Linked DNA regions of Sus scrofa: all the other regions are linked to region 3. A link is a contact called in public HiChIP or PLAC-seq data. All regions are on one chromosome and are shown on one strand. Each heading gives the region's core, a stretch centred on a gene start, on an enhancer-like site or on the middle of the called end of the contact. The rest is flanking DNA. Distances are from core to core; before and after follow the strand shown. Region 1 overlaps LOC106505748 (a long non-coding RNA gene). Region 2 overlaps LOC106505748 (a long non-coding RNA gene). Region 3 has its middle 300 kb from the start of KCNMB2. Region 4 overlaps LOC106505748 (a long non-coding RNA gene). Region 5 overlaps LOC106505748 (a long non-coding RNA gene).

What was found. HiChIP or PLAC-seq counts read pairs in DNA pulled down with a chosen protein or histone mark.
Region 1: a contact with region 3 is called in an H3K27ac HiChIP or PLAC-seq map of alveolar macrophages. The contact joins two enhancer-like sites. A contact is called at or near these places in 1 of 47 Hi-C or Micro-C datasets (embryonic fibroblasts) and 1 of 2 datasets of contacts at active chromatin or transcription factors (alveolar macrophages).
Region 2: an H3K27ac HiChIP or PLAC-seq map of alveolar macrophages shows a contact between it and region 3. The contact joins two enhancer-like sites. A contact is called at or near these places in 1 of 47 Hi-C or Micro-C datasets (embryonic fibroblasts) and 1 of 2 datasets of contacts at active chromatin or transcription factors (alveolar macrophages).
Region 4: an H3K27ac HiChIP or PLAC-seq map of alveolar macrophages shows a contact between it and region 3. The contact joins two enhancer-like sites. A contact is called at or near these places in 1 of 47 Hi-C or Micro-C datasets (embryonic fibroblasts) and 1 of 2 datasets of contacts at active chromatin or transcription factors (alveolar macrophages).
Region 5: an H3K27ac HiChIP or PLAC-seq map of alveolar macrophages shows a contact between it and region 3. The contact joins two enhancer-like sites. A contact is called at or near these places in 2 of 47 Hi-C or Micro-C datasets (embryonic fibroblasts and mesenteric adipose tissue) and 1 of 2 datasets of contacts at active chromatin or transcription factors (alveolar macrophages).

The regions. Positions count from the first base shown.
Region 1 is chr13:115,503,448-115,507,924 of Sscrofa11.1, reverse strand. The region is part of intron 1 of LOC106505748 (a long non-coding RNA gene); the gene reads right to left. Among named protein-coding and RNA genes, the nearest start is that of TBL1XR1, 17 kb to the right of the region's middle. Within about 2 kb of position 2,519, at least 7 of the 83 cell types and tissues checked have an H3K27ac peak or open chromatin away from gene starts, as enhancers often do. A contact at or near this core is called in alveolar macrophages, where this site is marked.
Region 2 is chr13:115,726,983-115,730,955 of Sscrofa11.1, reverse strand. The region is part of intron 1 of LOC106505748 (a long non-coding RNA gene); the gene reads right to left. It overlaps LOC110256521 (a long non-coding RNA gene), which reads right to left. Exons shown (of 2, transcript XR_002338117.1): 2 at 3,295-3,973. Among named protein-coding and RNA genes, the nearest start is that of TBL1XR1, 240 kb to the right of the region's middle. Within about 2 kb of position 1,950, at least 31 of the 83 cell types and tissues checked have an H3K27ac peak or open chromatin away from gene starts, as enhancers often do. A contact at or near this core is called in alveolar macrophages, where this site is marked.
Region 3 is chr13:116,438,979-116,443,041 of Sscrofa11.1, reverse strand. No RefSeq gene overlaps it. Among named protein-coding and RNA genes, the nearest start is that of KCNMB2, 300 kb to the left of the region's middle. Within about 2 kb of position 1,566, at least 13 of the 83 cell types and tissues checked have an H3K27ac peak or open chromatin away from gene starts, as enhancers often do. A contact at or near this core is called in alveolar macrophages and embryonic fibroblasts, where this site is marked.
Region 4 is chr13:115,601,339-115,605,793 of Sscrofa11.1, reverse strand. All of the region lies in intron 1 of LOC106505748 (a long non-coding RNA gene), which reads right to left. Among named protein-coding and RNA genes, the nearest start is that of TBL1XR1, 120 kb to the right of the region's middle. Within about 2 kb of position 2,288, at least 29 of the 83 cell types and tissues checked have an H3K27ac peak or open chromatin away from gene starts, as enhancers often do. A contact at or near this core is called in alveolar macrophages, where this site is marked.
Region 5 is chr13:115,622,849-115,626,944 of Sscrofa11.1, reverse strand. All of the region lies in intron 1 of LOC106505748 (a long non-coding RNA gene), which reads right to left. Among named protein-coding and RNA genes, the nearest start is that of TBL1XR1, 140 kb to the right of the region's middle. Within about 2 kb of position 2,189, at least 77 of the 83 cell types and tissues checked have an H3K27ac peak or open chromatin away from gene starts, as enhancers often do. A contact at or near this core is called in alveolar macrophages and embryonic fibroblasts, where this site is marked.

The DNA of each region.
Region 1 (4,477 bases), core at 1,270-3,769, 940 kb after region 3:
AATTTCCTATTAGGAGATAGACGAGGGCAAGAAGGTAAGGATATTGAACTCTAGAATCTGAGTCTGAGGAAGCGTTCTAGAGGAGAATAGGATATTTGCCCAGGATAAGGCAAAACTAATTTGCCTGTACAGGATATATATTTTAACTTCACATCCCCTCAACAAAATACAAAATTGGCACAAACAAGGTGCAGTGAGTAGTAAAGGGGGATCTGGCTAACAGGACATCTGTTAGAGGTCTCATTGTGCTGAAAGCAAAATCATCTGATAAATTAGTAACTTGTTTTTCTATTTTCTGATAGTTTCATCTCTTATAGGGTAAAGGAAACAACCAGGTGAACTGCTACTTGTATTTAATTCTGAGAGTGAGAGAGAGAGAGAGAATTGCTTGTGAAATGGATTTAGAGTCTGAGGAGAAAGTGCCCAGGTCACCTTAGATGGTGTGATACCCAGTAATGTCAGATGTGCTCCTAAACACCAGGAAATTAGATTTTAGGAAGTTGAAGGGAAAAATGAGTCAGATTCAGTAGCCTAAAACTCTAAAAGAAAGATTATTTTGAAAGCCTTTCAAAACTGAAATTTTCAACTCAACAAATATTTATTTATCACCAGCAACCTGGGACAATCTATAGCAGAAACTGTAATTCTTCCTCTCAAGGAATTTATAGTCCATAGAGGGAAGAAAAGGAGACAAGCACTCAAATGCCCAGCCATCGTTTATTGAACATCTACTGTGAAAAACACTGATTAATAATTGATATGTAATACTTAAAATATTTACAAATGCTCTGCAAGGTAGATATTATCCTCAGTTAACAAAGAAACTAAATGTTCAGATTTGGTCGAGTAAACTTCTCAAAGCCTCACAGCTCCTGAGGAAATGAGTCTCAGCCCCCTTCCTCTGGCATTTGTCAGATGAGCTTGATCCCAGGGGCTTCCTAAAGCAAAAGGATGCTCTGCTCTCTTCTACTTTCTCCCATGCATATTCAAGAACACTGGGAGTTCACTTGCATGGATTTGGCCCCTAAAACTAGCAGCTTTTAACAATTGACTACAAAGGAATAAAATTAGATCCATCTTTAGGGAGTTCCCTTCATGGCTCAGCAGTTAATGTACACGACTAGGATCCATGAGGTTGTGGGTTTGATCCCTGGCCTCACTCAGTGGGTTAAGGATCCAGCGTTGCCATGAACTGTGGTGTAGGTTGTGGATGCGGCTCAGATCTGGCATTGCTGTGGCATAGGCTGGTAGTTGTAGCTCCGATTGGATCCCTAGCCTGGAAACCTCCATATGCTGTGGGTGTGGCCCTAAAAAGCAAAAAATAAATAAATAAATAAGTAAATAAAATAAAACAAGATCCATCTTTGAAATTGGAATATCTACTAAACTTCCAGTAGGGAGAATTCATTCCTTGAGTGAAGATTTACCATTATCAGTCCTTCTATATTGAAAATCTTTCTCCTAAACTGTCAGGAACATAGATAAATCAGCACTTTAAAAACAACAGTTTAATGACAGAATATGTAAAAAAAAAAAAAAAAAAAGATTTATCTTAGCATGCTAAGAGAAGTTATGTTTAAAAAACTGGATCAATTCTTTAATGTTGAAAATAACATAGTTATGCAACATGTTTGTGTGTGTGTGTGTTGGCTGCACCTGAGGCATGTGGAAATTCCTGGGCCAGGGATTGAACCCATGCCACAGCAGTAACCCAAGCTACTGCAGAGACAACGCTGAATCTTTAACCCATTGCACCACAAGAGAACTCCTTTTGCAGTATGTTTAGAAAGCTAAAATGTTAAAATGTGGATAAAACTATAAGAATTTTATTCTAGGATTTCGCATTGTGGCTCAGCAGGTTAAGAACCCAACATAGTGTTCGTGAGGATACAGGTTCCATCCCTGGCCTCACTCAGTGGGTTAAAGATCTGGGTTCTCTGCAAGCTGTGGCATAGGTCCCAGATGTAGCTTAGAGCCAGTGTTGCCATGGCTGTGGTGTAGGCCAGCAGCTGCAGCTCCAATTTGACCCCTAGCCTGGGAACTTCTACATGCCGGAGGTATGGTTTTAAAAAGAAAAATAAATGAATAAGAGTTTTACTCTAAACATTTAATGAATTATATAATAGACTAAATGGTTGACTAAATAAAACTGAAGATTGACCAACTATATATTGATCAAACTTGGCACATACATGTATTTTTTTAATGTGAGTGAAACAAGCTAAACATTTTCTTCTCTTTAGCAGTTAATCCTTGACTGAAGTATTGGAAAATTAAATTTACAGTCTTATTGTTTACCTTTGGAAATTCAACTTGAAAGGAAGAAAGAAAGAAAGAGAAAAGAAAAGAAAGAAAAGAAAAAAAAGGGGCCACCAGATGTGAGAAGTCTAGAAATTATGTTTTCAGAGGTTCACTGACTCTGCTTAAGAGGATAGTAACAAGAAGTAGGTTCAGCCAAATAACTGCACTGAAGTGAAAGAGCCACATAACTAACCACACCCTATTTCCTGTATATTCCTGGAAGGGAAATATACAATAAACTCGAAGCGGAGATTACATTATAACACTTTCAGTGTACACAACATCAGCTTTCCTGAAAGTTGAGGGAAAGTTGTTCATGCTTTTCTTTCAGTGGCCAGGAAGGACTATGTTTAGAAGTAAGTGATAAAATTTGGTCCACTCACATCTCTCTATATGCAGAGAAATTAAAGAAAATCATAAAACCTATTTAATCAGTTATTTGCTTCATATGGAGGCATACATGTATAGAATTTTCAAAATCCCTGCATTGTTAGGTAGTGCCTGGCATAAGTGGCAAAACTGAGGGGTTAGCATCCAGTGTGCTCCTCTAAGCCATACCCTGGGCCCTTGGCCTGTGGTAGGTCCCAGTGGAGGAGGGTGTATTTAACATTAGTTGGTCCACTTAGAGGAGATACAAAGATCTGTTTTGCTGGCTGAAGCCCTCATGGCCCTGGTCTCATGAGTAATGATGAATGAAGTAACTCAGAAAGAGTCTTTCTTAGGGAGACATAAGCATGATTATATAAATTGGCCCTCCTGAGCTCTGTGCATTCACACAGCACAAATCTAAGGCTGTGGAGGAATGGGCCACATGGTTCCCTCCTTTGCTGGAGGGAATGGGGTGGACATATTCCTGTGCAAATCATTCATTTCTCAGCCAGAAAGTGTTTATATGAGTGGACTGGCCTTTAAAGAATATCACCTTATTCGTCTGCTGAAAATCATAGCCCCAGGGGCCAACACTATTTTATGGCTCTAAGGGGACAAATACTCAGTAATTTGCTCTCTTCCGACTTTCTTATAGTCCGTCCCCCGCCCCCAACCCTAACTATTTCTTGACCTAGAATCCCAGGGCGTTACAAATTGAAGAATCCTTTGAGACCAAACCCAGCAGCTTCCTGCTTTCTACATGATAGAACTGAGGCCAGTTTGTGCTTTCTGCCCCACTTAATTCTTCTGATACCTCTTCATATTTTACATCATTCACCGCTCTTGGAAAATATGAGCCAGAAAAAATTGTTCACTGAAAATCTTGCTCTGCCTAGTCTCAAACCAAAACCAAGGAGTGTGAGAAGAGAAAGAAATCTATATGGTTTGAAAACTTAAAGTACTGCTAATTCATTATATTATTTGTATGCCATACAAACCTTTTCTTTCATTAGTTAAAATTTTCTTTAAGAGTGGGGGCTGTGTCTTTGAAATTCTCTTTTAGTATAAATGGACTCTCACACAGTATTATGAATGCTCAGAAGTTTAATAAATATTATTTGTTGATGATAAGCTGCTCTATCCCTTGGCCCCCTAGCAGTATTCCACATAATCATCCTAGGCAGATAAGAACCCATCCTGCCTTGAAAGACCTCCAGGGAGTGAGACTCTAAACCTTCTTGCACAACTCATTTCAGTGTCTTATAAGGCTTAGTGTCTGCTGGCAGGTACTTCCTAAATTGGTGGCATTTAGGAATGTTGCACAGTAAACACTGAACTCCCTCTAAGACACTTGGAGCAGTCACTTGAATGATTTGGAAATATCCTAGGGAGTGTGTGCTGTGGTGGGAGGTAGTCCTATGAGGAAGACAAAGGGTAGCGATTAGGTTTCTTTCCAGATAAGAGGAAGTGGCCTTGTTCACACTTCCTAGAACTGGCCAACCTTAAAGGGATTTGGGATGGGTAGAAGTCAGGAAGTTGTGGAGCTGGGGAGAGCTCTATGATGGTGGAAGGTAAGTCTGCCACTGGTTACCAGCTGTTAGTTCCTACTAATAGAAAAGGAATATGCATACCCAGCCATGATACAAATTAGATGAATTTTTCCTTTGCAGTGTGTGTGTTTGTGTGTATATGTGTACATGTGTGTGTGAGCACACGTGCACATGTGCAAATGAAAGGGTTTGTGGAGGTGCAGACCTGAAGTGACAGGAGGTAGGTAAAGGAAGGGTTAGTAGGAATCTAGAGACCT
Region 2 (3,973 bases), core at 701-3,200, 710 kb after region 3:
TTCCACTGCACCATGACAGGAACTCCAGTTACTCAATTTTAAAAGCAAATTTAAGACATACAGTTAAAAATCACCTGAAAGAGATCAAAAATTTCTATCACAAACTTAATTTCCTTTCTAGATCATCTAAACATAGACTAAATAAATTATCCGGGTCATGCAATGAATCTGTCTAATACGTACGACCAGAATTAAGAGCTCTCCATATCTCAGGAAGCAAGTAAATCATCAAGTCAATATTGAGTATGAGTGGGAACTCTTCAAATTTTCTCCTGGCACAAGAAGTTGTCATTGTTTAGCCAACCTACTACACAGAGATCAGTGCTATACCATGCAGTCTGGCATTCAACAAACACTAATTCATGATTATGAGGCATACAACACAGTCTACTAAGATCCTGTATATTTTCAGTGATAAGTCACTATCATAGGCAGTGGCTGAATGATTAAGTTGGGGCATGGAGAAATATACCACGGAGGCCTACACAAATGCATTGATTTCATCTGAAATTAAAAACAATGATAGCCACAGCCATAAATATTTGTACAGGGTTTCATAGCTCAGGAAGATTTGCACACTTTAAGCCAAAGATTCTTACACTTCTACTCTGAAAGGCACAAAGGACTGAAAGAATTCCTCTTATTTCCATTCGATAAAGAAACATTGAAGTTATAAAGATTTAAATGATTCTTCCGAAGTCACAGATCTGAGATTCAAATCCAGACATCTTCCAGTGGCAAGTGCTACTCTGTTTCCTCCCCAGCAGCAGAAAGAAAGTCAAAATATTTATGAAATATCCAATTTCCCACTTTCACTGGGAAATGATCTAGGAAGAACTGTGGAAGGCAGAGAGGATCTAGAAAGTATATTTATGGAAACAGCAGAAGCGTTATGCATCATTGTGGGATTTTTCTTTCCCTATGCCCTGGGAGTCCCTGAAACACTGCTCCAGTAACAGTGACTGTCTAGGTCCAGATGTAGAATAAATTCTTATTGAAGTGTCATACAAATAGACAATCTAGAATTACTGAGAGTAAGTTACATTAGAAATCTGAAAAACACATAGCAAAAGTGTATTTTGGCAAGTGCCTTGAAGAATGGTAAATTCAATTCAACATATAGTGATTTAGTCTGCCTCCCATAAGCCAGGAAATAGTATTCCAAACTTGTGTTGTCCAGTGTGGTAGCCAATATTCACACACGGCTATTAAGGCAAAATTAAAGACACCAAAAATCCAGTTCCCAGTCACACTAGCCACATTTCAAGGCACTCAATAGCCATAGGAGGTTAGTAGCTAATTATAGAACAATTCCATGATCACAAAAAATTCTACTGAACAATGTTACTAGACTCTGAAGAAGAAATAACCAAGTCTCCCAAAGTAGCTCACATTCTCATAGAGAAAACACTCCACATGTACTCTAAAAATGCAGGAGTGTAACACTGGTCAGGCTCTCTAACAATGTCTTATAGGAGGTAACACAAAACTTCTGAAAGCATTCCAAATAGGTACAAGCTAATTAGAGGCTTTTCTCATCCCTTAAAGATGTCATGACATGTATCAAAATGTGATGCCTTCCATTTTCCTCATCGTACCAAGATTCTGCAGGGACCACACACCAGAATTAACATAAAATACTAGATAGTCTCTACAGCAGAAGTGTATTTCCTGTGCGTGGCCATCCTAAAGAACATGCCAGTCACCACAGTAGCCACAGCATAGGCTGCCCCTTATCCGTGAGAAAGGTCTGCCAGATTCACAGACTTCAATTGTTGACCCAGTCACTGGCTGGGTGTGCCTGAGAGCAGGAGGGTTGGAAGTAGAGGAGCAAGTGGTAACATGACTCAAGAAACCAGTGATCTGGGTGGTTACGTGTCATAGCAGTGAGCTCTCAGGACCCACCCTTCCTAGGTCAGCACCCTGGTCTTGAGCAGGGTTGTCTGGCTTCAGCTAGATGTCAGCAGAGCAGTCTGGCACATGACTCAGAGAGTTCTCCAGCCAATCTCACTGCTCCATACAGCCCCATCCTGTTTGTCCATTAGAGGTAAGCTTCTCTCTACCTCCGAAGCATCTCTGGTGTACTGGTCAGAAACGATCCCAATATTCAGCAGGGATCAGTGTGAGAAGGATGGAAACTTGAAAATCATCTTTCCCACACTCTGAATCTCAGAGAGGCACAAATAGAAGTGAAAGTCTTAAGGTCACTAGAACCAGGGTATCAGTGTCTGCACTTGTGAAATAAATGTTTCCACACAGAGATGTCATGGGGCCTCAGATGTCATGGTATTTCACCAGCATGACAGTCACCAACACTGCACTGTGCTCCTGTGCTGTCCCAGAAGCCAGTTCCCCACACCACCCTGCTGTGAGCAGTACCAGTGTTTAACTGTTCTCCGATGGGCAGGCTTATTTCTTTCTGCACTGTTCCTGTTTTAATCAAGGAACAACTCCCAATCAAAGACTTAGTCATTCTTCATGGGAAACACAACAGAAGCCCTTAGTAGGTATAGACCCCAACAAGAAAAATTCAGTTTGGGAAAAAAGATCAAGGCCTGTTGCCCCAAAACACTATAACTGGTAAAATCTCTACTATCATAAAACCTGATTCATCCAGGTCACACTGTCATTATAATTTCATTCTTGGAGGGTTTTAAATACTTCCAAATTTCAGTCACACAAGCTTCAGATGTGAATGGTCAACCCATAATCAGCTACTAATGCCTTAATAAGGATTAGGGTACAGCTCCCCAGATTAAGAATGGGACACCAGATGAACCCTATAAATTTAGCTCCCTATGAGTGGAAAGAGCCTCACAGAGGGAAATGTAGGATCAAATACAAAAACTTAACATACACTGAGATTGTGTATAGGGCAGGCTTCATATCTAATTGATAAAAAAAAATGAAGTTTTTTAATAGGTCACTGGCTCTTTAAATCCCAGTCTTGAAAAATCAGCCAGTGAACTAGTTTATGAGTCTGTGGGTACAGCACAGTGAAACATTTAATCAGGGAACAGAAAATCTCTGGAACAAATAAGCCACATGAATGCCTAGAAGTGGAAATGTTAACTAGTGATGTAAGTTCAGAGTACAGCTGTGTCCAAATGAGTCGGGCTTCTGGCCCAACAAGCAAAGTCTGTGAAAAGATATAGAAGAATTATATTGTTTTTCCTGAACTCAAAACAGTGGACTTTTGCCATGTTAATTCAGAGTTTCTGGGATGAGATAACAAGAAATTAAGAAAGCAGAATGGAATGGTTTTAAAACAAATACTTCCTCAGTTATTGTGTTGAGGAGACAGGGTTGTATTTTTTTTTTTTTTTTTCTTTTGGCAGAGGAATGAGTAGACATCTTTCAGGAGATATGCCTCAGATTTATTTCAATGACCTTATAGTCTGGGTATGATGGCACCAAAAATACACTCCGTTTATTAGTTAAGGTCTAACAAATCACATTTTGTGTTTTAGGACAATTCATAAGCCCTCATGGTTCATTCGGGCCACAAGACATTGCTGAACAGACCACAATGTCAGTGCCTGCCTTGGCTTCTCTGTACTCATGGTGGAAGAATGGTTCCAAGAACCTTGCAGAGTGTGACTTTGTGCTAAACCAATCATAATTATCCAATGACATGAGATAGACCTCAAAGTATCAGTCATTATATAGGCTTTGGGTGGAAAATAAATTAGTTTCAACAGGTTCTGATCAAAACTGTTCTTGAAAATAATAACTATCGCATACTCAGGCTTATGTTTGTCAGGCACAAAGAGTTTCAAATACATTTTCTCTATTTTCTAGAGATAGGCACTATTATTTTTCCCACTTTATATTTAAGGTTTAGCATTTTTTTAAACTTGCCCACAGTTAGTTTGGTATGGCAGAGCCAGGGCCTCCAGGAGAGGCACTGGAATGCCTCTGCTGGCAACAACATCAAGCTACACTAAAGCAGTTTTCAGCTGAATGGAGCAAA
Region 3 (4,063 bases), core at 317-2,816:
TCTAGGCGTTATCCAGTAGGTTTCTCTCTTAGTTTACTACCTTCCAGCTCCACCTAACACACACTTTTCCAACTTCCCCTTTGACCCTGGAAAGACTTGCTCATAAAATCATTCCATAAAACCTTTATCATGTTATTCAGTCTGTGTTAAAATAAAAATAATCCTGCAAGAAGTGAGGCTTTAGGTGAATGACTTAGCAACTGCTTAACACATTTAAAATTTTTTTTTTCCAGCTGCACAATTCAAAGCTCAAAGGCATTCTTTTCTGGAATTTCCACTAGAAAGCAGATCACAGGCGATGAGGATTGGGAAGATGGAGAGGGGGGGTGCTGGGTCACTGGCTTTCTGCCTCACATTCCTCAGTCCCCAGAGGGGCCTGGTGACCCAAGTTAAATTCTAGAGTTGTTGAGGTATTGGTCTGTGGAGATTAGAGCATAATGTGCTTGAACTCTTTCCTGTTGGTGGTTGAAAACCTTGTTCTTTTCCAAATTTCTGGAGAGGTGAAGTACTTACATTTTTTTCCCTTAGTCACCTCTACCTTTAAAGCCCCATTGCCTCTGAATCAGTTCAATCCATGAGTCATTTCACCTTTGTTCACCACCTGCCTTGATTCTCCTGTTGTGACATAGACTTGCACCTAGGCATTTCCTTCATTTCCACACCCACAGATAAAAACACAAAAGGCCTTGGTGTGGGTGGTTCTAGAACACAATAAGGTGAGCATCTTAAGAAGGAATTTTAGATATCTAAGTTCTTACAAAAGATCTTAGTCAACTAACCTGGATGCCAGTGTTCCTCTAGCCCTCTTGTTTTCCTTGTCTCCTGCTTCCCCAATTCCATCTTTTTACCTACAGCATCATTTCTTTGAAAATGATGCTACCTATTCATGATGCTCCCTACCTATTCTTGTGAACTTCACCTTACTTTCTCCAGTGTTAGACCAAAAATATTCTTTTCTCAGAAGGAATTCTGATGCCAGCTTATGATTTAATTATCCTTTTTGCCTTACTATTTTATTTCTATCTTAGCATAGATAGAGCATCACGGAACAAGTTTTAAGCTTAGGGTGACAAAGAGAAAGAGTGAAAGCCCTCAGTGGAATGGAGTATATGGAGGCCAAGGGACACACAAAGGGGGAGAGGTGCTAAGAAGGCGTCCAGTGACACTAGAAACAAGCCTGTCACATGCACTGTAGGGCTTAACCTATGATGGCTCTCTATTGTTTATGTTTCCATTAACTCAAATTCTTGAGTCTTACATTTTTGTTTTTTTTTTTTTTAAACCAGATTTGTAGCATTACAAATTTGTTATTGTCTCCAGATTTCTAAATGTTGCCTTTCAGAATTAGTTTTATCCCCCTGTCTCTATCGGCTAATATATTCTCTCTACAGATTCTTGCATTAATGACTCAGGATCATAACCTCCTGTGAATCGTGTATTATTAAATCTCCTTACCAGCAGCTGAGATTAGAATAAAGAGAAGTTGATAAGTTGCATAGTCACAAAATGAGTCATTAGAACTAGGAGCAGATTTCAGACGCTGAAGCCACAAGTCCTGCTTCTCAATAGACTTGCTGGCTGCATGTTAATTTAACTTCCCTGAAAAAAAGCTGAATCACACTGTTCTCTTCTGTGTCATGGTCCCTGGTCAGACAGGATTCACTGCCTTCAATGCTTTCTCATTTTGTTATCTATCTATTTATCTATCTAAATAATTTTTAAAGAATTTTTACGATTATTCCTAGAACATTCTACCTTGCATAGTAATCAAATACCAGGCTTTTTGAAAATGTTGAAATGATGGTATTCTAAACAGTGGAGTACCATAACATTCTTCCCTATAATCTGCCCACATGCATTCATTTAACTTCAGCCCTTTATTCAGTGCTTTTTACCTTCGAAGATGTTTGGAAAGAAAAGTTGGGACATCTTTAGTGCTGGGGGAAAAGTAGGGAAGAGAGTATCTCTGAATTAGAAAATAACCATACAAAGATTAAAAAAAGGAAAAAGAACAGAAAAGAACCATACTCAGTGGTGCCAAAGCCAAGCTTTGTCAAGTCCAAAGGTTTATTTGCAAGGCATATTTATTTTTGAAACACTGTTTTCATTTGCTACATTCCCTTGAAAAGTATTATATCTCAGTTGATCTCCTTATTAATCAGGAAGCAAAGGAAGTGACTGACTTTTTAAAAGTAATGTGGAAATGAGTGTTCAAGGAAAGAGTCAAGGGATAAAATGTGCACAACTACTGAAAGGCTATGAAATACGACTTCTACTAAGAGAGGCAGTCAGATGGTCAAGAGAGTAAACTAGAAGTCAGAGGGCTTCTTGATTCTAGTGACAATCAACACATGGTAGTCATAGACACCAGATCAGATATCCATTGTGAAGCTCAAATTAGATAACGGATGGAAATAATCATAAACCCTACAAAGTGCATGCCACACGGCTCTACCTGCAAATATCAGCTCATACTGGTGTGATACCAAAGGGTGTCCTAAAAGTTAGGCAAGTTGATTAGTCATACAGACCCTCAGCAGGTTGGGTTACCAGATTGACTACAGGGTGCCCAGTTTAGTTTGGCGTTTAGATAAAACTGGATCATTTTTTTAATATAACTATGCTCTAAATTATTTATTTACCTGAAATTCAAATATAATGGGCATTGTGTACTTTATATGGCAACCATATTGACCAGGAAATGTACTTGCTTCAGAACTGTCAAGATTGTGCAGCTCAGAAACCTAATGTTGTTGTCACGGACAGTGGGCCAAGTCAATTATTACTTGTTAGAAATGTAGCTGTCAAGAGAGCCAGATATCCATCCCAAGCTATCTGTACATTTTCCCCTGGAAGTAAGTTAAATATGAAGACCTTTTAAATACCTGATGGTTTTTTGGTGAGCAAGTTCTCCCCTCATATAGGGATGTCAAGCCAAGGAAATGGTAGAGTCCAACTCCCTGGAAGGGGCAATGTCAATACTTGCTGCTACAGTTCTCCTTTTTTTTCAGTCTTCATGGATCCTCTTCCAACTGATACATTGTATTTTTATATTTAAAACAGCTATCTAATTGAAGCTAACTCATTCTTGCCTAACTTGGAACAAATTTGTCTCTTCGTTTTGACTCTACACATCTTTGCTTGATCTGTTATGTCTTGATTTTAAGATTAACCTTTTATATTAATCTTATTTGCAATATTTAATCTTCACAGGACCTTCCTACTGTCCATTTCTAAAAACCAATTTAAGGCATGTGAATAAAAGACAAACCAGCACAGAAAAGTACTTTTTTCATAGGTTCAAAGAAAACACAAAGAAAAAAGTAAGATATATATGAGAATTTAAGATCACTTTTTTTTCTGGCTGACTTACTACAGGAAGCTAAGGAAGATGACCTTGAAATAAACTGAACAGACCCAGAAGTATAATAAGCAGCTGCACACAATCCCATCCCCCTAATAAACAGTCTGCCGCTGAGTCCCTCTGACCCCAATCTCAAACTCAGGAAACAGTTACAGTCATGAGCAGGAAGTGGAGTAGAGTTTCTTTAGAAATCCTGCCAAGACAAACTTCTGCCACCAAAGCGGTGTATGTACTTGCATCCTGAACCTCAAAGTCTTCAAAGAGTTAGGAACCATGGGTTTATTAGGTAATCTTCCTTTTAGGAGGAAAGGCATTTGTTTTTCTATATATTTCTGATATGTAATAGTACTGATGGACAAATTCACCTAATAGTTAATCTCTGAGCGTGACTCAGGAACTAGTCAAGATATCTTTGAATCATAATCTCAAGTTTAGCCATTCACATAATAAGGATTAGATTTCAAAAACTGAGACTGAGTATTTTTGTTTGTTTTGTCTTTTTAGCACTGCACTGGGGCATATGGAGGTTCCCAGGCTAGGGGTTGAATCAGAGCTGTAGCTGCCGGCCTACACCACAGCCGTAGCAATGCGGGATCTCAGCCAGGTCTGCTACCTACACCATAGCTCATGACAACGCTGGGTCCTTAACCCACTGAGTGAGGCCAGCAATCGAGCCTGTGTCCTCATGGATGCTGGTCA
Region 4 (4,455 bases), core at 1,039-3,538, 840 kb after region 3:
GACAGAGAGTTCAGGCTGTCACCCATAAATTTCACATATGCAGATGAGACCAACGATCCACTTTGATGAATAAATGTTAATATGATTTTCTTTGACTCATACTGTATGCATTTAATATTCTCTTTAGCCTTACTTATAAGAGAGGTTTTTTCTTTTTTTTTTTTTCCCCAAGGATAAAGGTGTGGAAATTTCCCAACCACACTGTTCCACTTCACATTTTCTTCTTTCTCTTATTCTATTTTCACTGCAGGTCAAGCAAATGTGTATTATTCAGCAGCCTCTGGGAACCAAGGAAAAACTAACTAGCGACTACTATAGCAAGGCTTCTATCTGTAACCACGAGGACTCTCACATTCAAACATTACAACCAGTAAAAGTCTAGACCTAAAATATCTACCCTCTTAATAGTTGTGTCTTTTTATTATTATTTAAACATGGGCTATAAGCTTTCTGACATAAAAGACTGGATGGTCTACCTTTTGAGAAGTCCAGGGGAAAAATATGAAGATTTATTTGTATTTTCTTATAATGTGCATAAAAATATTAGAAAGATACACAAGAAACTACTTATTATCTGTAAAAAAAAAAAAAAGTAAATGACTGTCTTCCAATGATCAACTGCTGATTCTGCCCAATCTCTTTATTTCTTCAATAATAAATCCATTGTCATGCATTTAAAGACTGAACCATGCCAAAACTCAGCTGAAAACACTCACTCTCCCTTCCCAATAGCATAAGTTGTTTCTCATTAGTTTCATTAATGCCATGAAAATTCTAAAACGATACTAAATGAGAATAATATTTTAAATTTTATCACACTGCCAGCTGAGAAATCTCAAAGTACAATGTTAATATACTGACATTCACCACACAGCGAAACAAACACGGTATTTCAAAACTGAGAAAGTTAAAGCCTCCTAAGAGAAGACTGTGGCCACAGCTTCCTGAGTCCTGTTTACATATCTCCTTTGTTGAATTAGATTCCTCTCAGAACTCATCTCTCACCAGAGTTCATGTTTGAGTCCACTCTGGTCTGTGTCTTTGTGAGAGCACTTCAGTGGCCAAGCCACAAAACGGCTGAGCTGGTTAAAACACAAATCAAACCAGGAATTTCTGCCCTGCAGCTGGCTTGGGATGTAACAGTTAACTGAGAGCCAAAGGTCTCTGTAGACCCTCAAGACTAAAGGTTAAGAGGCGAGGTCTGAGTAGAACTGTTTAGAAGCTGCATACCACACAGCTAGAAATAAAGACTGAGCTATTTCCTGGAGAATTTGAATTATGTGTACAGCCAATCAGAAACAATAAGTGGATTTGTGTGCAGTGATAATAATTCCTCATACTTATAGATAGATTAAGAGTTTACACAGCATTTCCTATATATTTTCTCTCATGGAGCCTCAAAACAGCTCTGTGCAGCAAAAAAGGCTATTACTCGAAATGCTGTTTTAGAGATAAGAGCTCTAAGCCTTAGGGCATGAAATAGTTTGTCCCTTTGAACCAGATATGAGTGGCAATGGTGAGATGGGACTCACACTTAGGTTTTCTGAGGATACTTTCCACTCAGGCTGCCTCAGGTCCTCAAATCCAGTCACTTAGTTAACTTAGTCAACTTCCCATTTGACAAACGTGAAAGTCCTATTAATCTAACCCTGAACTTCTACTAGGCTCTTTGCCTTGTACTGAAACACAAAAGACAAATTCCCACCATTAAGTAAGTTGTAACAATGATGAAATTCTGTGTCTCTCCCCCTCCTGCCTGTGTCCTCATTTCATCTTTTCTTCATTTGCTTTGGTAACTCAGGTTGTATAAGAAATTAGAGGAAGGTTGAAACTAGGTATATGGTGACCAAGGAGGGGAGAGTGGAATCCAGCCCCTTATTTCTAGGCTTTTGAGTGGAAGATCTGACAACAGGAGCAATTGTGTCCCTGTGTTCCATGCAGTGTCGTTTTATTTTCCTGAAAATATTTGTCCTTGCTACAAGTGGATTAGAGGTTAGAATGCAGGATTGGCAGGCAGGATTTGTGGTTTCTATTTTTAGGCTTGCCAGTTTTATCTCATGAGGGTAAGCCCTAAGCAGAGTGGTTTATTGGAGAAAGAACTTGATTGGAAGACAGCACCGGCCTTCCTGTGAATGAGAGAATCTGAGCGACATGGCTGAACATTAGCCAAAAGTAAGGGTACAGAGGACAACGTGAGATCCCTCAGTCACCGAATGTGAGGGTGATCTAAATGATGCATGATTCACCTCTGGACAGGGGGTTGTAGAAGAACTCTATCAGGCCTCAACCACAACTTTCTACTGTAGAAACAGAAACCACTCTTTTATGAGTCCTGCCCAAAGAAGAGGATAGGACCTTAATTATTGCTTTCTCAGTGTGCTTTTTTGTGCACAAACCTATAGGTTTCCACACAGTGAGTGAGTGTGTGTGTGTGTGTGTGTGTGTGTGTAAATATATAGCAGGCCAAAAGAACATGAAAGTTGTTTTGAGAAGTAGGGATGGGTGTGGTGGTGATATGTTTTCAGATGATTGCTGGCGTTTCCTTGACTTCAGATATCATAATCCAGGCTGGACCAAATAATTTAGGTAGGGAAGAGGAGGAAAAAATCTTGCGTACACTTTTTACTCTGAGAAATCTATAATTGCCTTCTAGGTTTCAAGCAACAAAATGAGCCAAGTACATTAAAAACACACTATGTCAGCCCTCTGTTGCTTCCTGACAACACACCCCCAAGACCTCTCCATGCTGCTGAGAGCACCTATGGACACCTCTGCTCAGCCCGAATCCAAAAGCCCCAGGACCTAATATTACTTTTGGCAGGAGAGACAAGTAACTTTGACCCTGGATTCTGAGTCTCAGCATCTGTAGCTTACTTTTATAGCACCAACCCACCTTCATTTGATAACTACACTTTTGCCTTCTTCTCCATTATTAATCTGATTACTTGACCTGTTAACTCTGTCCCACTGGAATGCATGCAATGCGCTCAAATGTATTTATGTACCCAGTCAAAAAATATATACACACACAGATTATGTGCCAAACATTGTGCTAAGTCTGAAGATAGAGTAGCAACGACAAAACAAGATAAAAATACATGGTGTTTGCCTACATGGGAACAGGAGCAAAAAATAAAATGCAATCACACAAACAGTGGTAAATGCAGGGAAGGAAAAAGTCAGGATGCTATAAGGTCCCTTGAAGCCCTAGTCAAGTGGTAGAGGACTTGTTATCAGGTGAACACTCCAGATACCAAATTCAAATGTGTCCCCTCTCAAATTCCTATGGTGAAGTCCTAGCCTCCATTGTGATTGTGATGTATTTGGAGATACAGTCAATTAGTTTCACATGAGGCCACGAGGGTATAGTCTGCATGATGGAGATCTCTGTCTCTCCCTCTCCTGTCGCTTTCTCTCTGATATGGTGAAGAGATGTCTGTCTGCAATTCAGGAAGTAGGTCCCCACCCAACAATGAATCTGCGTTTTGAAGATGGTTTTACATCTTCTTGGACTTCTCAGCTTCCAGAGCTGTCAAAACTGTGACTAATAAATGCCTGCTGTTCAAGTCACCCAGTCTATGGTAATGTGTTGTGGCAGCCTGAGCTGGTTAAGACAACGGGGCCCTCAGAAGGCACTGCTGTAAGGATCAGGAAAAACTTGCACCCTGGTGTAACCACTAACCTTGTCACCTGTGTCACTCTCTAGAGGTCATTGAAGAGGTTTGATTTGCTTAGGTTTGAGGTGAGGCTCAGCCGTGGGGTGAGAATGTCTTTTAAGCACATTCAATCATTGATTCTTTTTTGAAAGCTGAATGTTCCGTGTTTTATTTCTTGTATCAGAAAGTTGCTTCTCCATCAAAACTACTATATCTAAATGCCATGCGTGCTTTGTATGTTATCTGGGACAGCCCCGCATCTTGCCCCCCTAAGTCATTCAGTATGGTGCTTGGACAACAAACAACTAATGCAGCTAGGAAAGAGTCAGGGCTAAATGTGGAAGGGGGTGGGTATAGAAAGGGAGAACACCTAAGAACAGCTGACTGCGCTCGTAGCTGTGAGTATTTTTTACTGATTTTCCTTTTTTGTACTAATAATATTCTATTTGACTGAAATTAGTATTTAGTGAGTGGTAATCATGGGCCTGATTGGCTAAGATCTGGAAATTAAATAATAAATAATAATGCCATGGTCCCAGCTGTCAAAGAGCATAGGATTTCTCAGAGGAAATACAATGAAGCATATAAATATGCTCACGAGTAGAATGCAGAAGCAGCAGCCAACCAGATATGGCAAATGGAGAGTCCTGGCCTAGAAGAAGCCACGTCTCAGTTGAGACTATTGCCATGTAGTTATAATTTTTTAGTCAGTGGAATGACATGAGGTTGATAAGCCAGAATTTACTCAAACATTCTTTAATTGTGAAAAATTTGCTTCCTTCTCTCCTTCCTCTCTATT
Region 5 (4,096 bases), core at 940-3,439, 820 kb after region 3:
TCTAATTTTTTTAAACATTAGTGAGCAATGGGTTAGAAATCTTGCCCACAGATATTTTAACCATTGCTGTGGTCTTTTCATCAAGGTAAAGGGTCTATGTGAAGATGCTGTCTTTTCTAAATCAAATTAGGGCTTGATAAATGATGTTAATCTCGGGAATTTTCACATTACTATCTGAAAAGACACAGCCTGTAGTTAAAATGCACCCAATTCTAAACAGCTGACAGATATTTAGCAGTAAAGGCCTGGAAGCTGACCTCTTTTCCCTAGAGGAACTGGGAACTATCATGTCATTCCTGCAAGGCCCATTACGCCACCAAACTTCCTGAAGGGGCATCTGTGAGATGAGCAACCAGATGCCATAGGTCACACAGAGTTCCTCTCCCTGCCCCCCTGCCCCAGCACACAAGGACCAACCCAGCAAAGGCCCTCAGCTCTGAGCAGAGAGCATGCTCTCCAGCTGTTGTTTCTGTATCTGCCTCTGGGAACATACCAAGCTTCTCTAGGACCAAGAATCCTGCTTCTTGGTCTCCCCAGCTTAGTTCCATTGCACTAAATTTTCTCCTCTCCCTGGCCAGCATAGGCTCCTTGCTCATCAAAGGTGTCAGGCACCTAGTTCTGGAGCTTTAACAGCTGACAACCAGCTTCCTGTCCTGGAGCTTCTGCCCAAGTGGTCCTGTGACCTTTGTTCTCCCTGCTTAGGTAGAAGCTCCAGGTTAGGAAGTTAGTGGCCAGCTATCAAAGCTCAACATCTAGAATGAGATGGCTGATATCCTTATATAGTAAAGACCGCTACATGGGTCACATACGAAGAAGAGGCTTGGGCACAGGCCAGAGGAACAACAGGCAAGAAAAGAGAAGTGCTTAGATATTTGAGAGACTCCTCATCTTAACTACCAAAGGAACAAACTCTCTGGTCTGCACAGTCTTCTCTAAGGAACTAAGGGAAAGCCCCTAAGTCAACAGTGCACTGGTTGGTGATGCACCCCACTCTCCCAACCCCCTTTAGCAGCTTCTAGCTTCACAGAACAAAACCTACTGAACCACCTTGGAAGGATGGTACACTGGACCTTGTCAGCTGCCTGCACCTCAGAAATTTCCAGGGTAAAACTGGAGGTGGGGTAGGAGGGTTGTTGGGCAGGCTTGCAAAGGTGATTTTAGAAGTGCAAACCTGGTGGGGAATTTTTCCTCAGACCACCTGGAGGGAAGTGGTTACAACTGACTACAAATTCTCCTGAAATGATCAAGTACATAGAGGGAAGGTGTTACATTGTTGAGAAACATGGCTGCTTTGCTTTCTTCTGGGGAGCCCTAGAGACTTTTATATCAATCCCTGATCTCTCCCAGCCTTAGGTACAGAGGATGAGATCAGGCCAGTGAAGAAAGGCACTCCCCTTGCGATCTTCCAGGTAGCCACCAGTTTCCCACTGAGTGTATTTTTTGCAATTTAAGATAATGGGAGATTTTCAATGAGATCAGCCTTGTGTGTGTAAAAAAAAACCATATAGCCTGTTTGGCCAAACTTAAAAGGTACCATGTTGTGGAAGTTACTGAGTTTTACATATTTTAACTGAAGGGGGCGGGGTGTTTGTATTAACAGAACAAAAGTGCAGTAATCTATACAATCAGTTATTTAAAGCCATTACAAGTACCATTACAGCAGGAGAGAAGGAAGAAAATATCTAAAATATATAAAATTACTTTAAAAACTCATTCTAGAAAAGGAAATGCCAGAGGAGGAAGATAAGGAGTCTTAATTAACAAAAAAATTCATCTATTTCTCTCCTTCAAAACGAGACACTCTTCAAGGCAATTTGCTTGGAGAGCAGTTTAGCACCATAAATCTGGGATTTTTTTTATGTGTGTGTTTGCTCCGCAAGAGGCTTAAGAAAAACACAGCAACCAAACCACCCAAGCCAGCCCTGGAGGGAAAAAGAAGACCTAATCACCCGTGATGGCGATTACATAATAGAGACTCACACACAAACCCCAAGAGTCTCAAAAGAGTCAGCCTTTGGCTTCCTGTCATAAAACATGCCTTTTTTTCCTTTGGGAGGATCACTAAAAATGCTTCTTAAAGACCAAGTGGATGTCTTTGGTAGAAATAGAGGTCACTTAGTAATGATTTATAGGTGCACCCCCAGCCAAAATAAAGCATGTATTGATATCTAAAGTGCATCTGCATTTAGTGCAGCAAAAGCACATACTCTGTTTCTAATCGGTGCCCTGAAGATGCTCCCCCAGGAGGAAAAGGCCTGGCTTGGAGAGCCGCCCCTCCCGAGGCCCACAACCCGGGCCCTTCCTTAGGCAGCCAGAGTGCTCCTCTCTTAGATAATGCCAGGTACTCTGGAAAGTAGCCTTGTAATAATACACAAACCCCTGATGATGTCAGCGTGTTATTGACTTTCCAAGTCTGAATGACTGAGCAGAGAAGCGGGGGTGGGGCGCGATCCATCCGGCAGCGCGGGGACCGGCCAAGCGAAAATGAGCTCGCGGGCTGGACTGGGGGAGGGGCGGCAGCGGCTCAGCGCTCAGGCTCTCTGGCTCCGCAGCGGCGTCGGGGTCTCTGCAGCCCAGCCCCATCGTGGCTCCCAACTCTAGTTCCTTCACTATTTATGTTTGGTCAAACACCCCTCTGGCAAAAATTACTCAGGCCGCAATCCCCTGCCCCTACCCCTACCCCAAGCTTTAGTCACGTGGCCGAGCCTGATTACCAAGCGAGGAGCAGAGGGCAAGAAAGAAGATTCCTGCCCCCTCCCCCACTCTGTACTGGAGCCTTCCTCCCCCGCTGCAGTGAATTCGCAGATTCGAGGGTCGCCAGCTGCGGAGTATTTCCCTCTACCGGATACCCCCTTGGAAACTGCACCTCAGCGATGGTGACATTTTATAGGACATGTCTGGCTTCCTTTATGGCGCTGGAATTGCAGGTGTAGGGTGGTAGGTTCCCGCTTTCACCCTGCAAATTGACCAAAGGGCGGTCTGTAATCTTCAAGGCTAGGTGTGAATCGGGCAAGGTTGCCCTTAAATGGAATTGCGTTCAGAGGCTGAGATCTGGAGAGGAGCACTCCCAGCTGGGGCGTGGCCTTCCCCACTGGGCCTAGGCCTTCTTTTCTGGCCCCGCAGCTTCTGCCTGCTCTCCTTCCCCCGCATCCCCTCGCCCACCTGCCTTAGCAGGCGCAACTCTGGGACTAGGCACCCAGACCTCTACCCGCTGGCGCAGCTCCCTTCCTCCCTCTCCTAGACCTGTTGAAACCTTCCTAGACAGCCCAGGGACGACGCAGAATTTCAGCCTTAAATCCCAGGGACGGACTGATCCTCCTCGGAACTCCTGCCACCCTCTCCTCCGCCCCCTACACACAAACCCAAGGAGTTCTTTGTGGGAGCCCCCTGCGGGGCACACCGCACACTGGCTGTGCGCTGCCTGATTCCCAGTCCTGTTCTGACCCTTATTAGCTGTTTAAGTATGGACAGAGTGCTTAACCTCTCTGTATCCCTCATCTGTAAAAACGGGGTAGCTGTAATCCCTACAGTCACTGTTTTGAGGATTAAATGAAAGCTGGATTTCGTAAGGGACACCCGCCTTCAAATATTCCAGTTTTTGCCCTCAGTAGTGTTACTTGTCAGGCCAGAGTCGCTGTGATGGTTCTGAAAAAGCGGTCGGCTTAAGTGCTGGCCCTGTACCCCCTACTCACTCTCCCCGCTTTGTGGAGCCCGGTGCCTCCCTGATCTCTCTCTCCCCCGCTCCCTCTCTCCCCGTCTCCCCCTCTCCCTCTCTCTCTCTCTCCCTCTCTCCCCCTCCCTTTCTCCCCCCTCTCCTCTCGCTGGTCTCACATATCCCTGAGAAGAGCTCTCTTGCTGCCTTTACTACTGGTGCAAGTGGGGGCAGGGCAAGGAATGTGCCTCTGACCTAAACTGGATTATTCCCAGCCCTTTCCCAAATCCTCTCCTCCCCCACTTCGCCACGTGGGATTGGTCCAGAAGTGAAGAGCTGACACTTTTAGTCCAATAAGAAGTCTTAGAGAATTTTGAAACTGGAAGTGAAAAAAATTTCTCCTCAGGCCTAAAGCTGCAAGATGTTATTCAGTTAGGAACCTTC